Linked DNA regions of Dromaius novaehollandiae: region 2 is linked to region 1. Evidence: chromatin contacts called from public Hi-C data. All regions are on one chromosome and are shown on one strand. Each heading gives the region's core, a stretch centred on a gene start, on an enhancer-like site or on the middle of the called end of the contact. The rest is flanking DNA. Distances are from core to core; before and after follow the strand shown. Region 1 has its middle 18 kb from the start of ABRA. Region 2 overlaps OXR1 (oxidation resistance 1).

What was found. A called contact is a pair of places that touch in the nucleus more often than the background predicts.
Region 2: a contact with region 1 is called in a Hi-C map of ovary, with 4 times the contacts expected there. The contact joins two enhancer-like sites. A contact is called at or near these places in 3 of 4 Hi-C or Micro-C datasets (brain, liver and ovary).

Annotation. Positions count from the first base shown.
Region 1 is chr2:141,135,285-141,141,931 of bDroNov1.hap1, reverse strand. No RefSeq gene overlaps it. Among named protein-coding and RNA genes, the nearest start is that of ABRA, 18 kb to the left of the region's middle. Within about 2 kb of position 2,166, at least 1 of the 2 cell types and tissues checked has open chromatin away from gene starts, as enhancers often do.
Region 2 is chr2:141,273,400-141,279,581 of bDroNov1.hap1, reverse strand. All of the region lies in intron 4 of OXR1 (oxidation resistance 1), which reads left to right. Among named protein-coding and RNA genes, the nearest start is that of ABRA, 120 kb to the right of the region's middle. Within about 2 kb of position 2,536, at least 1 of the 2 cell types and tissues checked has open chromatin away from gene starts, as enhancers often do.

The DNA of each region.
Region 1 (6,647 bases), core at 917-3,416:
GATCAGTGTATCTCTCCACTTCACCTGCCTGAAGCCCAAGGTTTTTCTGAAGCAAAATTGAAAATGGTTTTGCAAAATTCAAAACATTTCAAGAGCCTGAGAATGAAGTATTTCTGTTTCATTTTTCAAATTTACAGTATGTGATGTTCAATATAAACCCACACAGTAAATGTAACTTCTTCAGTGAAACAAAATCAAAACACTTTCCTTGGCTCAAGTGACACATTTTTTAAGACTTTATTGAATCATTCCCCTTTCTCCATCAGTTTTTCATTTTGGAAGGAAAGCAGATGATTGTTTTCTGGCACATGTAAAACAAAGTCACTATTTTGCTTCTCGTCTCTGCCATGTATCTCCCAATCCCCTTATGTTCACATGGGTGTACTTTGTGGACGCTGCCAGCTGCTGAACTAAGTTAATACAGTGCTTGTCAGACTCACTGCCGTCCCCTTGACTACCATTGTCACACTGACCAGAATTTCATCTTGACAGAATAACTGATGAGAACTGCATTATCTTCAGGCAGCAGTTGCTAGGTTTCTTAGGATCTCAGAAGCTCTGTAGTCTTCCAGAAATTCTGGAAGCAACCTATTAAGGATGTATAATGGGATTTCTTTCTACATGCCTCTTTGGCCTTAGTCTTTTTCATCTTTACTTGGGCTAATAAAGCTTTGTAAACTCAAAGGTCTGTGAAACTGAAAATATTCAGCTCAGTAATTCAGCTGACTAAGATTTCTGTGTTGTCTTCTCTTGTCTTACTGGCTGGATGGGGTGGGTTTTTTTAGCATAACTGAATACATCTTACTGCAACTTAAACTAATAATGCAGTGTGTATTAAGGTTGTAATGGTTTGTTTAGATTTTACAAAATGCTATGGTCATGCTTTATGTTGAATTTTAATTGTTTTATTGTACCTCACTGGGTTCCTCTTTGTTGTTTATTGACGTTTCCTTTTGATACAAGGTTCTCTGAATTGTTCTGTAGCATTCCTTTGCTAGAGACTACTTTTTGCTCTAGACTGCAAAGCTGGGAGTCTAAAAGGTTTACAGAAAGAATGGGTATGAGAGATGAGGGGGATATTTTTATTTTATTTAAATAGTTTCTTGAGCTTTAAAATTCCAGTCAATTCAAACTAGATTGGAAAGGTTAAGCACCAGCATGTTTCTTAATTGCATTTTACTCCAGAAGGAAACTGACCTTAAGTCTTCCAAATGCACAAAGCAGTTTAAAAAAAGAAACACTGCATCTGATGTGATCAAAGTCTATCTTAAATGCATCTTGATTCAAAGCTTGTGACACTGTTCCCTAATCTTTTAAATAGCATAAGACTCATGAAGAACTGGTGCCACATTTGATTAAAATAAACACCACATAATTTGGGAAAAACTTTACTGTTCCTACTGCTAATATGTCAGAGTGGGATCAACATTGAAGAAATGCCACCTAGGTGCACTGTTTCTAGTACTGCTATGTAGTATCAAATCTTCCATTCCCTAGCAATCACAAAGAAAAAACTAGGATCCTTACAAGTTTCTCTAATTGCAGCTAACACTTTGGATCAGACACAATAAGGATTCAGGTCATGACAAGGAATGGAAATAATTTTGGCGTCAGTGATGGATGGTCTCCTGTTGGTAAGAGATGCTTGGCAGGAACTGATTCTCAATTCTTAGACCTCTCTGCAGACCACAGAAAAACAGTAAGACCTAAAGGAATGTACTAAACTCTGATGGATTCTTCTTGGGGTTTCCCCAAAAGGTTAAGAACAGAATGTCTGCTGCTTGACCTTGTCTGCCTACTGCCATCATTTCTAAGTTCCTTTTTCCTGCCAAAGCCTACGAAAATCCCTATGAAGCTGCAAGGTGAATGGATGGAGGCTGTGGCTGGATCTGCTGCCGAAGTGTCCATCATATTATCATTGTCTTTCTCCTCCCATGACTGTTCTCCCAAAAAGTGAAGGCTCCTTATACAATACAAAGTTCAGGGACCTAATTCAAATGACCACTGTCAGCATTTGTAAGGTAAGTTTTCTACCACTTGTCTTCCAACCTGATGGATAACAAATTATTTTCAGCTAAGCCTCCTTCCTACATGCTTATTGTAGGGTCCAGATTACAGCAACAGACACATGCAGCCAAGCACACTTAAGAAGCTCTAGCCAATAGAAAGCATTGCTATACAGCTTACCAACACCGAATTTTTTACAAGCATATCAAATTTCTCCTGTTTCTCTACAGTGGTTTCCATAGAAATGAAGTCAGATCGGAAATCTTGGTTGTTAGCTTTTAAGCAGGAGAACATTCTTTACATGATTGCATAGAGCTCTGGATGGAAGACCACCACTGACAAATCATTCCCTGGTATAATGAGACCTTCTATTGTAATAATGACGTAGGGGAGGGAGAGAACTTTCCAAGGGCCATCCTTTGCCTGTGAAATAGATTTCCACAAGATCAAAGGATAAATCTTGTCACCTTCCTCTGCAAATGACTTCATGTATTGCTGTTCCGAATATAATACCTGCTTATCTAAACTGTCTTCTCTAAGGAATTCAGAGCCTTTAAGGTTTAAAAAGTGCAAGTCAAGGAAACGTGATCAGTTTGGTGGAACTGTCTCGGTCAGTATTGATTTGAAACTAAGGGCAGAACTTGGCTACTTAGCAATCACCCAGGACTATTAAAAATCAGAGCAGAAAGGTACTCCATCTCCTTCCTAGAAAAGGAATCACTGGTTGTGCTGGAGGCAGAGGATGGCTCCAGCCCATGTAGCAATGACTGTAAACTGGGCCCCTGGGCAGATGTGAGCGCAGCCATGCTGCCTTACTGGCACTTGCTGCTGCCCTGCTCCGCTGTCTGCATGCTGGAGCTGGTGGTCTGCACCATGCTGCTGTTGAGTGTCTGGCAACGGCACATAACTCAGCATTGATAGCACCAGCTGCAGCCTATCCTTTCTATTCCTAACGTCCTGAAATCATATTAAGGTTACAGAATTGAGGACCCAGGCAGTTTCACATTAACAGCAAGGTCAAATCCTCAGCTGCTATCAGCTAACTGGCTTCCCAGCTGCAGAGTGGTCCACAAGACTGCTGTTTTTACTCCTTTTAAAGACCCACTGCTATTAGCTTTATTATTTTCTTAACTAGGGCTGTGATCTTTCTTTTCAGGGGTCAGATGTGATATCCTTCCTCTAATTTCACAGAGGAAGGGCATGCGTAGAAACAGGAACCTGTCTTGGAAGAAGCTTTGAACTATGATCAAGGAGAGTCTGGCACCTTCCGTAGCACTCACCTCTTCGTACTGGTTCCTACAAAATGTAATCAAAAAGAAGTTGATAAATTGTCACAGTTGAACATGATATGCAGGAGGTATTAGTGGTAGCCCTTCTAGCATGATTAATAGCACTGGCCTGCTAATGCAAAAATACCTAAAGCCACTTGTTTCTCGCTGTGGCAGATTTCATTCTGCCAACCAGCTGTGGCTGACAGTTGCAGAGGGACATATTTCACCTGAAATCTGACAATTGGTGTCGTCAAGCCTACAGCCAGGCTAGCAGGAGAATGCCCTACAGACACTTTGAGACTCCCAGGACTCAGTTGGATTGACATTGAGAGTAGGCCAGTACACCTTAAGTATGTTTACAGTTCCTTGAGGAACGGGCAGGAAATATGCCAGATCAGTTTAAGATCACTCTTAATATGAAATGATATTAAGGAAGAGTTTAATTTATAAAAGACAGAGAGGAGATCCTAAATCGATCAGGAGACAAACACACCACAAGCACAATAAATGTCTTGATAAATAACTGATACTTTCTTTGTCACAATTTTAGATTCTTGCTTGTGTTTTATTCAGCTAGCAGATCTGCGCGCTGAGGCAAATAGACACAAATAATCTCATTGCTACAGCTGGTGTCTGATTCTCAAACAAGTCACATTCTCACAGCGTTGTCTTTCTAGATAATTATTAGTGGTGTCCTGGGGATTAGCAGTTATTATACCACTGCTCTGCAGTAATATTCTCCTCTTGGTACTTCTCATATGGTAGGGGAAAGTCTAGCATTTTACTTGGTAGGAAAATATGATTCTTGGTAGGAAGAACTTGTGGCTATCGTTTGATCAGGAAATAGGTTGTTTTCTGCTCATTTGCTTTTAAAGTTGTTCACTCTTGATAATTTTTGAAAGCTCTTAGTCAGTTGTTGTCTTGTGATTTTCCAGAAATACTTCAGCCAGAAAAGTACGCCAGAACTCCAGTAAGAATTCAGGTAAAAGGGAACCTTCATAAATTTTGGGCTACAGTTATTAAAAATGAAAAACCAAAAAAGGCCCCGCTGCACACTCAGTGCCACGCTGTGCAAACCGTGCTGCAGAGCTATTCATCAGGCTGTGGAGTGCTTGGCAGCAGCTCCGTTGGTATATTTGTACTCCGCAAAAGCAATGAGAGCTGTTGGTCGGTGGCCAGGGCTTGTGCTGGCTGCGCGAAGGCCCCGAGGGCCGTCTTGGTGTTGAGGAGCAGGGCAGGATTTGTGCTCCCTCCCTCCCTCTGTCGCAGGCAGGTCTCTGCACAGCTCCAGGGAGGAGCGTGGGAAGCCACGCTGAGGCTCCGGCTGGGAGCATGATACCCGCGCCGCACGCCCTGATTATTAGCTTGGGTGTCCCATGCAGCAAGCTGTCAGCGGCCGCCTAGGCTACTTCGGCCCCGTGCATAGATTTAGATGACTTCTTTTAACAAAAAACATTGGTGGGCGCTTTGAAGCAACTTCTGAAGCCTTGTGAAATTCTGCCTTGGCTACCGCTGTTTAGGGAGGAAAGCGCACAGCGTTCAGTCTCCTTGTCTCTCAAAAGCAGCCCAAGCTGGTTCTGGCACGTATCTCTAACTGCAGCAAACAAATCAACTGGATGATAAAAGCAACGGCAGCAGTTACCAGCTTTAGCCTTTTATTACTATTTAACTTAGAATGATGAAATATTTGATCTTTAAGGTTATTGATGTGTGACTGCTTGCCTATTCTTACTTTTCCTTCTCTCTGCAAATCCTTTTAACTAACTTTCTGGAGTAATTTTCCATTCCCATTCCTTTTCTTTCCTATGCATATTGCAGTTTAATGTCCTCAGCTGTTGCCAGGGAAACAGAATTTTGAACTTGGCTTGTCAAGTAAATGAAGGAGCAATTATTTTTGAAGTATTTCTATAAACTTAGATTAAAGATAATTACATATTTTTTAGGTAGTGTTGGTAGCACCTTTTGCATATGATTATTCAACACTTTCAGTGGAAACCCCCTGTATTGTAACGCCCGCTGTTCAGTATGACATTTCCTTTGGGAGACTGGTTTGGAAAGTTTCTACAAACCTGATCCAGCTATTTCCAAAGAGAGAGAGGATAAAATATTTTACACATATTAAGCTAACGCATACAGCTGTTTCCTCTGTGTGTAAAGCTGCCACTCTCTTTGAGAAACTTGAAATTTTCCATGGCTAGAATCACCCTGGTGATAGACGCTTGGAGGCAGGGGAGGGAAGAAGAGGGACAACTTTGTTTCCTGGGATCTAGGCCAGTATTTGGGCTAGCAACTTCCCAGGTGGAAGCTGCAGCTATTCCTTATGGGGGATAACAGCTTAGCCCTTCTTTTCTGTTTTTCAGCAGAAGGGAGTGTGGAAATGTGAGGGCAGGCATCAGGCTCTGCTTGCAAAGTAGACACTGCAGTAAATTCAGCCGCCTTTTCTGCAGCCCCTCTGAAGCTGAACTATAAGCTACAGTGCACATTGGGCAGTATGTTATGTGGACAACCCTGAATCTTCTACTCTGGCTTCTGATGCCCAGATGATCTCACAGCTTCCTTCTGCACAGTGTGGAAAGGTCCTTGCGATGCAGCTTGTTTCTTTGATAGCTTTTTGTAGAGCTCTGTAGAGACACCATGAAAGGGACTGAACAAGTTCCTGGGTAGCGTTTTTTCAGATAAGGCTCACTTCAGTATCCAGCAGCTCAATAGCTAGAGGAGATGGGGAAGGACATTTCAGAATGCTGGAGCCAGCTGCAGAGACAGCCTAGCTGGAGGCAGACTCGCTAGAAGTGGTAGGATGAAGCAATCTTGCTTCCAAAACATGTGAAAAACTTCCATGTCATGTCCTTGTAGATGGTGCCCATTCACTAGAACACCTATCATCTGTCACCCCAACCAGAACAAAGGCACGCACATCTTTTTGTAGGCCAGGGCCTGTGTCCAAGGAGAGGAAAAGCTGGGTGGCAGGCCACTTCATCTTAGAGTCCAGGAAATACTCGATAGAGAGAGATACAGGAATGGCAGGGAGTTTTGGGTACATTAAGCTGTCACTGTGGCAGGTTGCAGCCCACACGGTGTTTCAGAGCTGCTCTGGAGACTTGCTGGGAATGTGCGACTCTCCCTTAGATCAGTGGGTATTTTAAGTCTGTGTGTGTTTGTGTGTGTGTGTGTGTGTGCGCGCACGCACCTGTGCGCGCCTGCGCATTTCCATACTGACAGCATGACCTTGTCCAGAAGTAGCCGGTTGCATTTCCAGTTTGTAATGTTGCTATCTATAGAGCCCTCAATTTTAGCAAAATAAATAAATAAATAAATCCATATTCCCTTTCTGTCTCAGGAAAAGGATCCTAACACATCCTGAGACAGACC
Region 2 (6,182 bases), core at 1,287-3,786, 140 kb before region 1:
GGAGAGTCCCCCTAAATTTTCCTATGTTCCTTCCATCTACATTGAGCAGTCTTGCATTTTGTTCTTGTCCTTCCTCAGAACAAAGAGCACATGAGTTCTGCTATGGCTTTCCTCCTCTGCTTGGGCAGATGTTAGCCAGGCAGTTTTCTCTGTTGGAGATACTCTAGAGGATTAACTGTGGCTCACGAGCCCGGCTTAAGTTGATCATTGCTTGTAAAATATTATTCAGACTGAGTGTCCTAAGTTCCCTTTCTCCCTGCCTTTCCCAGTTTGCTTCCCTAGGGGATCTTCACGGTCTTGCAGCTGGCTCTGCTAGTAGAGAACTTCAGCACTCAGCTGCTTTTTCTTGCTTTTGAGCATTCCCCCTTTGAGCCTTTGGCTTCCTTCTTATATAAGATCTGAAATATAAGCTAAAGGGTTTCACTTTTCAGGCTTTCCTGAGGCATAAAAAGGCCATCAAAGTAGGGTGACACAATCACAGATTTTGCTTAGAGTGTTGGTTGCCATCCACTGCAGCTGTTCTTCTTGTTATAAGATACCAACTGATCATAGATTTCTTCCCTAAGTAGATTATACCAGCTCTTTTTAAAAACAGTTTTTCATTATCTCTTTGTCTTTTGTTAATAATTGAAGTCTCTCTATTTAGGTTAGATTGTTTTGATTTCTCTCTTATCCTAAATTGTTGTAATAATATTGACATGTGCTGTGGTTCAATCCTGAAGGAATATGAATGCTGAATATGAATATGATTTTACCTTCACTTGTCAAAGGTTTCAGCTATCTGCCCTCTCATAGGATGGTTGTTCTTTTTCTTACATTTTGTTAGATTCTTTACATCTTGCACTACCTTCTGATTTGTCTGATGATTCTTCGTGTAATGCTCTGCTATATTTCAATGGAGACATTGTGATTTTAAGAGAATCATGTCTCTTCAGATTAGTCATTTAAAATGTACTGGAGATATGTGTGTGTGTGTGTATGTGTGTGTATATAGATACATATATATATATATATTTTTTTTTTTTCCAGTCAAACCTATCTGCTGATGTGAGGTACATTAGTGAGTGAAATAAGCCTGAATATGACTAGAGAATTCTTCTTCCCAGAATGGCTGGCTTTATTTTAACTTCATGGTGATGTCAGGAGTTTTGGTATTAGTGCTGGTATTTGTATTTTTATATTTTACATTTTAACAATGGACCACTAGAAGAAGTTACCTCCTTTTTTATTCTGAAAAGTAAACAGGTACATGAAGGGAAGGTAACATTATCAGAAAAAGAATATGGGTCGTCATATGAGGTGATGATGACACTCTTCAGACATGAAGGTAGTTCTCATCAGAAAAACTGCTGAACTTTTAAGGAGTCAATAAGATTTCATTCTTACACGTCATTCTTCCAAGTTTCTATATGAATTCATCCTTCCAACCTCTACCACTTCCTTCTGGCACTGCATAACTTGGTAAATCCTAACCAGAAATGGGCCTTCTAGTGTCTGCTGGTGTCTTCTTTCCTCCATCCCGATGTGTGCTCTCAGAAAGTGACATACATCCGTGTGGGGTCAAGCCAAAGGTCTGCTTACATCAGAAAATGATTCAGATCAACTCTATATGAAAATGAATGTAATTAAATACATGTGGGGTTAGTGTACAATAAGTAGGAGACTCTGTAAGTAGTATTCACACCTCTGGGTTTTAGCAAGGCATATTTTAGAACCAGAGCTGTGATGCTGTCCCTTGCTCCTTGCCTCTGAGCCTTCTTCCCTCAAGTGTCATGTTTCCTCTGGACTGCTTCATCTCCACCGCCTTTGATGCAGCTGTTCTCAGGTGCCTCCTGAGGCAAAAGCTTGTGGCTGCAAGGGCTTCCCTAGCACCATGTTTGTGGAGGGGCTGGCTGGCGGGAGGGCAGAAAACGAGGCAGCTCACTTGTCAGGAGGGCAAGACTTGTACCATAAATAAGGGTTTTGCTTGTGATCCTGATGCTTCTGCTTCCTACTAAGTGAGGAGGAGTACTGAAAGCTCTGGGCTACTGTACGAACACGCACAAAGTTGAGTGGCACGTCTGAGCTTTTTGACAGGAGGCAGTTAAGCCCTAAATGAGGTGCAGCCTTTTCAGATGTGGTTTGGTGCCAGGCGGATGTAAGATTCTTCTCTTAGGATTTTAGCTACAAAATCCAGAGTCCAGAAGGAGAGTCATAAACATGTCCTAGAGATGCTTTTCTGTTTTGGTGCATAAATGCTTTGCATTTTGTTGCCTAGATGAGCTTTGGTGACTTGCTTTGCTGAAGAGAACTAATTGAGTATCAGGAGAAAGTCTCCTAGAAACAACTTTATGATCAGTACTATGCTATGCTAGAGTCAGAGGAATGATCTTTTCCTGTTTGGAGAAGAGAACAACACAGTTTTGATGGTAGTTTAACACTGCAGGACAAAAAGATTAAAAAAGGCAGAATATGATTTTGTAACTTATGAGAACAACTGTGTGAAAAGGTTTGGTGTTTTGAATGTAATTCATTACTTAGCCGTCAGTGGGCAGGAGAGATGCACATTTCCCTTCAGTAAAATTGCAAGCAACTAACTGTCTTTAAAATCAAGGACTTTTTCAGCTTAAGAAAGACAATGTTATGCGTCTTTCATAAAACAGTTGAATTACCCATTACAGTTATTTGTATATATTATGGTCAGATTAGTATTTAAAAAAATGTGGCCAAACACAGTTTATCCTAAAAAGTCTGGAAAAGCATTCAGCATGTGCCTGAAAAAGCTGTTTGCAGCTTGCCTTGCCAAAAACATATGTACGTCCATTGATCAAATTTTAATGGCCTGACAAGCAACACTGTGTTATTTCACTTAGTATTGATTTTTTACTGATTTATTATTGAACGATATTTTTCTTTGTAAAAAAATATGACAGATTAATATCTTTGATCAGTTTAGTGCTGCTAAGTCCATTCTCTATTTTACTTCTGTATTTTGCATCTGGCTCAGGATTTATTTCATTTCCAGTATATAAAAGAAATTCTTTACCGATAACTCTCTGCATATGTACAAGAAAATCTATTTTTACCAAGTTCTCACAGGAAAAAACACTAGTTTTGCTGCTGAGTGAACCTGTTTATTGATTCCAAAGAGTATGTCCCCTCATATGATTTAAAAAACAAGTGTGAAATTCCTTACCTCAGAAAACTGCTCTTAATTTTTCTTTGAAATATACAGTAAATTAAATGTGTAACTTCAACAGCGATAAAGCAAAGTCAAGCCAGTTATTTTACTTCAGATATGCATACTTGCATACCTACACTTATATAAAATGTTCTGTCAAAATTCAAAAAATTATTTAGGTCGTATCATGTTTGTGAAAACAAAAGCTGTTTTCTGATTAGTAATTCTTGAAAGTTTGTTAAAACTGTGGTGAAGGAATCACTGCTAATTATTGAAATTGCAGTTGATTCATGGAGGTTTTTAGTGCATAAAGGTATAGGCAGGATACATGCTTCCTTTTGGCTATAGCAACCAGAGTGGCTGCATAATGCTTGAAGAAATTACCCAGCTGTGAGGAGAGGGGAATGACTGTTATATCTAGTTGCATTCTTTCTGGGGGCATAATTTCACTACCACCATTCCTTGTTCATGGAGCTGTGCTGATCCAGGACATTGCACTAGCTTTAGTGGGATCCTGCATCTGCCCTTGGGCCATCTGCCTGGAGTTCACTGCAGATTGAAGTTCCGGGATATTAAAACTTCACTGACTATAGAAGATTTTTCTGATGTGTGAACTTCACTGAAGAATACTGTGTTCATTACAAAATGATTTTCCTTTTATAAAAGGAAGGTTAGTTGTTATGATTTCAGACCCATAGGCACCTGTATTTCAGGGTAGTAGGCTCCTTTACAATGCATGCAACCAGGAAAATGTAGGATGTTTGTAATTGATTAGGTTCCTGTCAAACAGGTTGCTGTTATTTCCTGTCTGGACCAGACATGAAAAACAGATAACAAGAATTAAGTTCAGAATATCAAAGAGTGAATAAGTAGTGCATAAATCTGTAAAGTAACTCAGTTCAACTGTGCTAAATTGATTAGATCTAATGTAATTGTAAATCAATACTTTAAAACCCCAAAGCCTGTGATACTCACTGGAACACAGAGCAGAGTTACAAAGCAGGGCTATTCCCTCTTTTTGGGTACTTTCTGTTTTTTGTTTTTTTTTTAATTGCCGTTGCAGTGTATGCCTAGCCTTTTTAGATGTTGTGTCTGAAATAAACCAGGTCTGTATGAATTTTTTCCCAAGAGCCATCCTATGCATGAAAGTCTGGGAGACCTGAGGGAGCGCAGGGTGGGTAGTTCCCTTGTGGATACATACTAGTGACCTAAGGACTCTCAGAGGCAAATCTTCATTCCAAGTTGCCAGGAAATATCCAATGGAGAGTGCTGCAAAGGATCAGCAGTCCTGAGGTCTTAGTCCCTTATGCCTTAGGACATTTATCTAATACTGCTGAGAGCACCCAAGTCCATGCATTATATGGATGGCCAGGGAACGTGGCCGCAAAAGTGCTGTTGGATCGTTGTGACCGAGCTGATCTGGGTGCAGACCCAGCCATAAAAGAGAGCAGAGCGGGATAGTCACGAATAACTTGGAGCTGGCTAATTGACATAACAAAAGACAATTTGCAAAGCTAGAGAAAAAGCTATGGGCAGAGTCTCATAGATTAAATACCAATATTGAGGTAGGCTTTTTTTTTTTTTTTCTCTCTCCCCCCTGAGGAAAACCGGAGGAACAGACTGGATCAGAACACTAGTTACTGCGCTTCAGCTGTTCCCAGCTGGTGGCTGGCACTTTAGGGGCATTCCCAGCAGGCAGACTTCAGAATAGCTGTTTGATTACTGTAGACTGGGGCTTTCGATGAGCCAGCCTTAAAATAATAAGGTAGCAATGATGCAGTTGACTGTAGATGCAGTTTAGAATTTAACCCTATTTTTGTAAAGTGCCTAATATACATTTAATCTCTGTATCAGTATTTACAATAACCATAGCTTACTTTGGAGCTGCACCCAAGTAATTGTGTTTCAGGAATATTTCTGGCATTTCAGAGTTTTAGGTAGAGATTTTATCTCATATGCAGCTATGAATGCAAAAGTGAAGAAAAATTTGAAATCATTATTTCCAGAATACCAGGTGCCACAAAAGACAAGCAAAAGAGTTTAGTGCTCAAAATATTTTATTAGTGTAATTAGAAACAATCTACCACTGGGAAAAAAAAAAAGATTAAAACATGAATCATTCTGCATGTGTATAATAACCTCACCACAAATTAGTATAATACATAGTTATAAATGATATCTGAAATTGCAAAGAAGATCTTAGGATAAAAAGAAGCTTTAATGAATGATCGTTTAAGTTTTTTAACCGTAAGCTGTGATGTAGCAAATATTTCTCTTCTAAATCTTTTCCCTCCTTTTCCGGGAATCTTTTTTCCCAGACAGCCAAAATATACCATGTATGTTTCTTGATTTCTTTCCAGTATGTGTAAATTTCTTTGAAAAATGATTGTGGTGTCTGGATACATTACATGTATTGGACATCTTCAATCTAGGATAGCCTGTGACAGATAAACTTCATTTGGGGGGATTTTCAGTCCATTTGTCAGCCTGCAGCAGGTCTAATGTGAAGTTAGTACCATCTATTAGAAAGAAGTCTTCAGAATGACAGCGTTTTCACATGTGAAATCAAACTGTATGGAAGTACTAATATGAAACTCTTTTTTCTTAATAAGAGGTAATAGTAAGAAAAATAACCTAACTATAAAAGTTCAGGCAAGTTCGGGGTTCTAACACAAAGATTCAACCAGAATTCTGTTTCTCATTGCTCTCTATGCAAGGCAGTAATTTTTCACTAAATAAATATTTTGTTTACCTTTAAAGGATTGAAATATAACTTAGGGTTTATTGAGATACATTTTTGTAAAACATACTTTTGCCATCTACTGAATCACCAGGAATGAGAATGCTAGCTTTATAAATATGAGTTAAGGATCAAATTGCTAATGGTAACATCACAAATAGCTGCCAGCATATGATCTCTCCAGAAAATGCAGTTTTCTTGGAATGTGGAATTAGAAGTGTTATACATGAGGCTTCCAGTTCCTTATTTATGTACAGATTTATTCCTACATGTCCCTACTCG